2 separate regions of the Canis lupus genome follow, and region 2 is linked to region 1. A link is a contact called in public Hi-C data. All regions are on one chromosome and are shown on one strand. The core of a region is the stretch at or near the end of the contact, and the rest is flanking DNA. Distances in the headings are between cores, read along the strand shown.

Region 1 (4,063 bases), core at 43-2,542:
CTTATACAACTCAACACCCAAATAACACCCCCCCAAATAACCCAGTTAAGAAATGAGCAGAAGACTTGAACAGACATTTTCCCAAAGAAGACATACAAATGGACAATAGACATGAAAAGATGCTCAATCACTCTCATCAGAGAAGTGCAAGGTAAAACCACAATGAGATATCACTTCACACCTGTCAGAATGACTAAAACAAAAAACGCATGAAACAACAAGTATTGGTGAGAATATGGAGAAAAAGGAATCCTTGTACAGTGTTGATGTGAATGCAAACTGGTGGAGCCACTGTGGAAAAAAATATGGAGGTTCCTCAAAGAATTTAAAATAGAATTACGATATGATCCATTAATTCCACTAGTGGGTATTCACCCAAAGAATATGAAAACACTAATTTGGAAAGATACATGCACCCCTATGTTTATTGCAGCAGTATTTACAATAGCCAAGTTGTGGAAGCAACCCAAGTGTCCATTGTTGGATGAATGGATAAAGAAGATGTGGTGTATATATACAATGGAATATTAGCATAAAAGAGAATGAAATCTTTCCATTTGCAACAACATGGATGGACCTGGAGGGTATAATGCTAAATGAAATAAGTCAGTCAGAGAAAGACAAATACCATATAGTTTCACTCATATGTGGAATTTAAGAAACAAAACAGATGAACAAAGAAACAGAGACAAACCAAAAGCAGACTCTTTAATTGTGGAGAACAAACAGATGGTTACCAGAAGGGAGGTGAGTGGGGGATGGGTGAAATAGGTGAAGAGGATTAAGAGTACACTTACCATGATGAACACTGAGTAATGCACAGAATTGTTGAATGACTGTATTGTACACCTGAAACCAATATAACGCTGTACGTTCACTATACTGGAATGAAAAAAACAAACAAAAAACCCCCACAAGTTAGATTTTCCTTGAGATGTCTTCATACATGTGAGCATCGTACTGTATTACAGTCTTCTTCTTTAATTTGCATTTATGCTATAAATCAAATCGATTGTGAAATAATCCAGTGATTAAATGGATTAAGGATCAAGTGAAATAAACTGGTGGCCACATGATCTTTAGCAAAAGCCTCTAGAAGTCTGGACCTTTCAGGAAACTCAAAAGGCTTTTTTTTTTTTTTTTTTTTTTTGGTGGATTGGGTGTAACTTTCATTTGCATATGAACTTGAGGTGCTGGCTCACCCTCCCAGTCTCTGGTAGCAGGAACTGGTTGCTGCAACTCTCAGCTGGCTTCCCCCTGAGACTTATGACTCAGGCAATCCGAAGCTGAGATGTCGGGCTCAGCCAGAGGTCAGAGACTAGAATTGTTTTACCGGAGTCAGCTGCCCACCTGCTGGTCTTTCCCTCCTCCGTATTACTGTTTCTCTCCTGAACTGGGGCCCCTGCTAGGATCCACAGAGCCAATGGCCCCACAGTAGATGATTATAAACAAGGAGGCTTATTTTTCTTTGTTTAGAATTCTAGCAAGACTGACTAGTTTTGTTATTTTTTTTTTTTTAACTACCGAAGCTCAGTTAAATCAAGCCCAAGGATTAAGTGAAAACATCAGCCAACAAGATCAATAAATCATTAACTTGAACAGACCTGAGAGGCCTGTTGGCTGGGTTGCTTTGCCACGTGATAGAAGGTTCAGCGACTTCTGAAGTGGAAGGAAAGTTGGTAATGATTTAACGGAGCGTGCATTCATTTATTTTCTCTGGTGCTCTGGGAGGGAAGGGCTGAGTGTGATGCTGTACCACCACCTAGTGATAAATATACGCACATCACCTACAACGTACCAATGTGCTCCAAGATGGCCAAGACATCCTCCGGATAAAAGGATGTACTTTGATGAAACCTCAGTGCAACAAATCATATTATTCCTCACTCATGGCCTTTGATAATTACTTCCAGGATTTCTGTGTCATGGCTGAGACACAAAAAGCTTTAGGATTTTGGGGCACTTTGGCATGTTGTTGGCCTAAACTATCACTCAAATATCACTGGCAACAGGTAATTGTTAGGAAGTGTCCCTGGCTCATGCTGCTGCGGCCACTGTAGGAGCTGGCTTCTCAGTGGCTCCCCAGAGGTGACCCATGATGCGAAGATCTAGTGTCCTCCAGGATGAAATTTGACCTGTGAGAAACAGGAGATTGGAAGGAGCTGGTGGATGAGTGATTCTCCCTGTCTTCTCCCTGATGGACTGTTCTGACACGCGGGGTCCATGCTGTGTCTAAAGATATCCTCCACAACAACCATAGTTTTGGTGGTGCTGTGGCCAGCTCAGTACTACACTACCTGATTTTTGCTTTTCATCCTTTCCATTCTCTTTCCTTTTTTCCTTCCTCCTTTTGGTCTTTGGGGATTGTTTCCTTCATCAGTGTGTTCATGTCTGAATTTTGCCTCAGGCTGTTTTCTCGGGCCCTTGAGCCAAGACAGTTCACATACCCATCTTGGAACCACTTACTGGGTCCAGATATCTAGGTGTCCATTCATATATAGGGATTAAGGTGCTGTGATTGATATGTCCACCAGGAACAGATGAAAAAGAGGGTGGAGGTCCCCAGAGGAAGGAGCAGAACAATAGGAAGGAGTGCCCCTTCGATGGAAATATACCTGCCACATGCCACTTCTCCATTCGTCTTACCACCTCCCTGGTGTTCGTGAAGTGGCTAAGCAATTTTTAAGTCATTAAAGACATATTGTCCTACCTTAAGCATGAAATCCAAGTTAATGTCACCACAGAGGGACCACCTGAAATCATGCGTCTTTGATGTGATACAGTATGAGGTGAATAGAAGCACCCATGAAATAGTCTCAACAAAAATCTTTGATTTAAATCCAATCAAGCTGTTAGATGTAACTTTCAAGTTACAGGAAATATAGGAGAAAGAGGAGCAAGTTAAACAATAGCACAAAGAAAACACTTTCTCATCTAGAATGTGGAATATTCTACAAGACAACTGGCCTGGTGTATTAGTCTCCTAGGGTTATAGTAACAAAGCACCACAAACGTGATGACTGAAATGACAGAAATTTATTGCCTCACAGTAAGTACTAATCTGATTTCAGAATTTTGTTAAAACAATTTATAGCAGAACCAATTTCAATTATGCATTTTGATACAATATGTTGTAGGAAGAATATTCAACTTATGACACAGAGGAGGTGTGAAATGTGTTCTATGAATAAATTGGAAACTTGTCTGTTTGATCTGAAGACAGATTGGGACATCTATCAATAACACTAGAGAAAAATTTTTCCCTGGTGTTGTAATCAAAGTTTCCTTTCCTTTTTTTTTTAATTAATGTTTTGATTTTCTAAAATTTAAATTTTTTTAGTTAACATACAGTGCAGTATTAGTTTCTGGAGTAAATTCAGGGATTCATCACTTACATACAATACCCAGTGCTCATCACTAGTGCCCTCCTGAATACCCATCGCCCATCTAGCCCATCCCCCAGCCACCTCCCTCAAATAAAGTTTTCTAATTTATATCGCCAGGATGTGGAGGCTGTCAATTCTGACAAGTATTTAAAAATCAGTATTTAATATAGAGTTTGAATTGAAATCCTGAAATGATTATGTTTTCAAATTTTTGAGAGTCATTAGGATTATGACAGTGTTAAAAATAGATCAAGGCATAATTTAAACATGTGTTGAAGGGAGATTAAATTTACATGTAGAATATTCTCAAAGACCAAAGCATCTTTGGATCCTGGTGCATAAATCACTTAGATCTCACTTCCACAGGCCTTTTTAATTTTCCAACAATTGAAAAGAAACTCATTATTTTCTTTAACATCATGTAATTACTGTGGAGTGGAATATAGTTGAACTAATAGCCCCTCAAAAACTTTGACAACAGGTATACATAAAGTTTATGAGTCTGGAAGTCACATTTCAAGTAGTGTTAATCACGATATTTGAATAAAAACACCCAGACAATTAAGACATCATTTGGTCTGCCTTTGCTTTGGAGTGCCTTACAAGAAAACTTTTGTCACAGCTTTATCTCATTACTCATACTTGGGTTAGGTTGACACAAAACACATCAATCATTT
Region 2 (4,216 bases), core at 1,366-3,865, 730 kb before region 1:
GAGGGCCTGGCCTGCAGGCTTTCTAGAGATAGACCCAGGCACGCGCAGCATTGGGGGCGTCTGCCTCTCACCTGATCAAAGGCAGTAAAGAGGGATCCCTGGGTGGCGCAGCGGTTTGGCGCCTGCCTTTGGGCCAGGGCGCGATCCTGGAGACCCGGGATCGAGTCCCACGTGGGGCTCCCGGTGCATGGAGCCTGCTTCTCCCTCTGCCTGTGTCTCTGCCTCTCTCTCTCTCTCTGTGACTATCATAAATAATTTTTTTTAAATAAAAGCAGTAAAGAGGGGCGAGGGTGCCCGGGCCTGGGGCTCTGAGGTCCGTCTGCAAGGACACAGCCCCACTCCATCCCGCAGCGTGACCGGAATGGCCTTCAGTCTTGCTTTCTTTCCCTCGTCCTGCTAACCTCTGGCCAGTCAGAGCCAGTGGAGTTTTTACTTGACGGAGCATCTGGCTGGGCCCTGGGATAAAGAGCCAAGCACTTCTCGGAGCTGACGGTTCCGGAGGCAAGTGCGAGCACTTTCAGGGAGCCTGGTAGTCAGGGGACCGGCCCGGGCAGCAAGCCTTCGTGCCTGGGGACGGTCCTGTCCTCGGACTTTCCCTCAACGGTCTCCACTTCGTGAAGCTCCTCACCCATACTCTGCCCCCCTCGCCACAGAAGAGAGAGAAGGGAGGTTCAGGCCACCTGCCCCAAAGCTCGGTTTGACCACGTTCCCTGCCTTGCCGTCACCAGCAAAGGATGCTAAGACCCCTTCCCTACACCCTACTTTGGGGCAGAGATGGCATTGCCAGCTGCCCCCTGCTGTTCAGCTCGGATTTTAGTCACTGGTAAGACTATACCCTTTGCTGAGTCCTTAGACTTACTGGTTCTTGGGAGGAATTCTTATTATGTCCCACTCAGCTGCCAAAAGTCACACCCATGTGTGTCCAATAAGTATTAAGGACCTACAGCAGGTATCCTGGGAGCAAGTGAGCCCTCGGGATGGAGGTAGTGTCCTCGTAAGAAGAGGAAGCATGAGGTGAGGCCTCTCTCCTCTCCTTCCCTCCCCTCCCTTCCTCTCTGCACCCCAAGCAAAAAGGTAGCTGTCAGGGCACCTGCGTGGTTCAGTCAGTTAAGCATCTGCCTTCAGCTCAGGTCATGACCTCAGGGTCCTGGTATCGAGCCCTGAGTTGAGCTCCTTGCTCAGTGGGGAATCTGCTTCTCCCTCTTCCCCTCTTGCTCTCCTACTCTCTCAAATAAATACATAAAATCTAAAAAAAAAAAAAAAAAAAAAAAGGCTTTCTGTAAGCCAGGAAGAGTAGCCTCACCCAGAGCCAACCCTGATGGAATCTTAATCCTGGATTCCTAGCCTCCAAAGCTGTGAAAAAATGATTTCTGTTGTCTAAGCCACCAGGTGTGCAATATTGGTAACGGCAGCTCCTACCGACTAATTCAGGGACTCATTGTCCCTGTTTGTCAGGGGCCATCCTGGGAATATCCACACAAGACTTATGAGACTGTATGGAAAGTGCTTGGGCTTCAAACAGTGCGTGGCATATAGTAAGTGCTCTATAAATGCTAGTGATTATTATTTTATCCCTTCAGCAACTATCTTTAGTTGCACACCTGCTCCGTGCCAACCATGCGCTAATATACTGGCGGTACAAAATAGGCCAAAGATAAACTTGCGAAGTTGACAAGCCTTTACTGGGTACCTGCACCAAATCAAAGGGGTCTAGTTGTGACTGGGATCATAGTGGAGGCCGTGTCAGAATAGGAGGACAAAGTCAGGCAAGGTTAGTCTCTGGGGGAGTGGCCCATAGGCACTTCTCTCAGTTGTCCCCCAGCCAAAGCCACCAAACCAAGAAGTCACCTCCATCGCTTCCTGTTCCTAACAAATGGGAGCCTAAGAAGATTGGCACCACCTGGGCCTGGTCAAGTGTCCACAGGTGTTTTGCCCAAAGGCTCTGGCTAAGCCCAGCTGCCAGAATTTCCTTTTGATAAAGCCAAATCAGGACACAAAGTTTGTCTGGAATTCCCGAGCATGGCCACAAGATGGCGGACAAGAACGTGCTTGGCGATTTGTGGCGCCAACAAAAGGCTTTTGTGCATGTCAGAAATGCTTATTATGAATTTCTCATGCATTCATATCAGAAGGCCTCATCAGATACAGAGTGTTTATTTCTAGAAGCTTCTTTCTTGGGACTGGCGTTAATGGACTTCCATTCTGTCTGGGACTCAGGTATAAATTCCAGTTGGGCCCGCTGTTCCTCAGGATGGCAGGAGGCATTATGAGGAAGCAACTGGGGTTTTGTGAATCAGGGAAAAAACTCAGTTATTGAGCTTTTCCTTCATGCCCAACTTTGCATTATTGTACATATTTCCTCTTCACTCATTTATTCATTCAACAAATATTTATTAAGCTTGTACTGTTTTCCAAGCACTGATATAAGCCAGATAAGTAAATATATAACATAATGGCAGATGTTGATAAGTGCTATGAAGTAAGGGGACACAGACTGGTGAAGGCTGGTATTTTAAATGGAGTGGCCAAGGAGGGCCTGCCTCTCTGAGGAGGTGACATTTGAGCAGAGACCTGAATGGAATATGGAAGCAAGTCTGTCAAACGTCTAGCAAAAGAACATGCCAGAAGGGGCCCTAACATGAGCATGTCCTGAGATGGGAATATGGTTGGTGTGTTTGAGAACAGCAAAGAGGTCCCCGTGTCTGGAGTGTGGTGAGCAAGGGACGAGGGAGGGGTGACCCAGATTGGTCATGTGGGCCTTGTGGGCCACCCTGGGGACATAGGCCTATGTCAGGAAGCCGTCAGAACAGTAGTTTCTCAATACTGGCTGCCTTTTAGAATCATCTGAGAATTAAACCTTTTTTTTTTTTAAGATTTATTTATTCATGAGAGACACAGAGAGAGAGAGAGAGAGAGACAGGCAGAGGGAGAAGCAGGCTCCATGCAGGAAGCCCAACGTGGGACTCGATCCCCCGTCTCCAGGATCAGGCCCTGGGCTGAAGATGGCGCTAAATCACTGAGCCACCTGGGCTGCCCTCAGTTTTAAGTTTCTATGTGAACTTCCTACTGTAGAGAAGGAGAACGCCATTCCCACCAGCTACAAATGCACACTCGAGGGGAGGACGATGTCTCCATCCTCCTGGCACAGCCATGTTGTGATTTCGGTTAAAGCAATGATCACTGTTACAGGATTGTGCTCATGTGAATGGGATTTTCATATAAGCCACACCAGAGGCTGTGATTCATTTTCCCTTCCATCCCCCATACCATAGTTTGTTCACCCTGGGGTTAATCATTCCTTTCCAAATTTGCTTATTTTCCTGCAGGTTGTTTCCAAATTCAACCTCTCTCGGCTTAGTAAGCCTCCTCTCAATATGACCAAATACACTACCTGTCCTACCAGTTTCATCATCTTCAAGGGTTTCTTCTAGAACCTCCTGAAGGCTTTGTTAAACAAGAAAACACAGGCCCAAGACAGGGTCACTTGCCCCCAGGACAGCAAACCAAGACTTAAATGCTATTTTAACCTCTGCAGGAGTGGAATTTGAAGCCAATTAATCTGCAATTTTCTGGTTAGTGCCTGTGAGCTGATCTGTGCCTGGGCCCCTCTGCCATCCCCCAAAAGATGAGGGATCAGACCTCATCTGCATGATCAGACCCCCTTCCCTTCCTGCAAAGGAAGTCCACCTTGCCAAAAACAATCATTTCCTTTCCTGAGCTAATAACTTCTTGCCGCCCTCCCTTTCCTATACAAACCTTCCATTTTGTATGCCCCCTTGGGGCACCCCACCCCCTCTTACTGCCTTATTCTGAATCACTTCAAGCCAATTAGATCTTCAAATTTACTCAGTTAAATTTTGGTGTTTTTTTTTTTTTAAACAGATTCCAACCTGGAGGCCAACAAGATCCTTTAAAAAAAAAACTCTTAAAATCCCCATCACCTCTTGACTTTGTTACCTCCCCTAGAGTGTATTTCATGCCCTCTTCTCCCTTACTTATTCCAGTTTTTGGTAGGGGACATTTCTACAGTTGATTCCTGAGAAATGGACATGGGGAACAAATTTTTCTAGGGTTTTGCATGTCTGAGAGGTTTTTATTCTAGCCTCCCATTTGCTTTACATTGGGCCAGGTGTAGAGTTCCACTTGGGAGTTTTTTTCCCCAGGAATTCTAAGACCATCCTCATCGTCTCTAAGCTTTTCAGTGTCACTTTTGAAA

What was found. Hi-C and Micro-C count contacts between places; a contact is called where the count stands out from the background.
Region 2: a contact with region 1 is called in a Hi-C map of amygdala, with 9 times the contacts expected there. The contact joins two enhancer-like sites. A contact is called at or near these places in 4 of 9 Hi-C or Micro-C datasets (amygdala, blood, liver and 1 more).

Annotation. Positions count from the first base shown.
Region 1 is chr22:48,204,065-48,208,127 of UU_Cfam_GSD_1.0, reverse strand. All of the region lies in intron 1 of LOC111091693 (a long non-coding RNA gene), which reads left to right. Among named protein-coding and RNA genes, the nearest start is that of IPO5, 80 kb to the left of the region's middle. Within about 2 kb of position 1,292, at least 10 of the 20 cell types and tissues checked have an H3K27ac peak or open chromatin away from gene starts, as enhancers often do.
Region 2 is chr22:48,932,775-48,936,990 of UU_Cfam_GSD_1.0, reverse strand. No RefSeq gene overlaps it. Among named protein-coding and RNA genes, the nearest start is that of SLC15A1, 56 kb to the left of the region's middle. Within about 2 kb of position 2,615, at least 2 of the 20 cell types and tissues checked have an H3K27ac peak or open chromatin away from gene starts, as enhancers often do.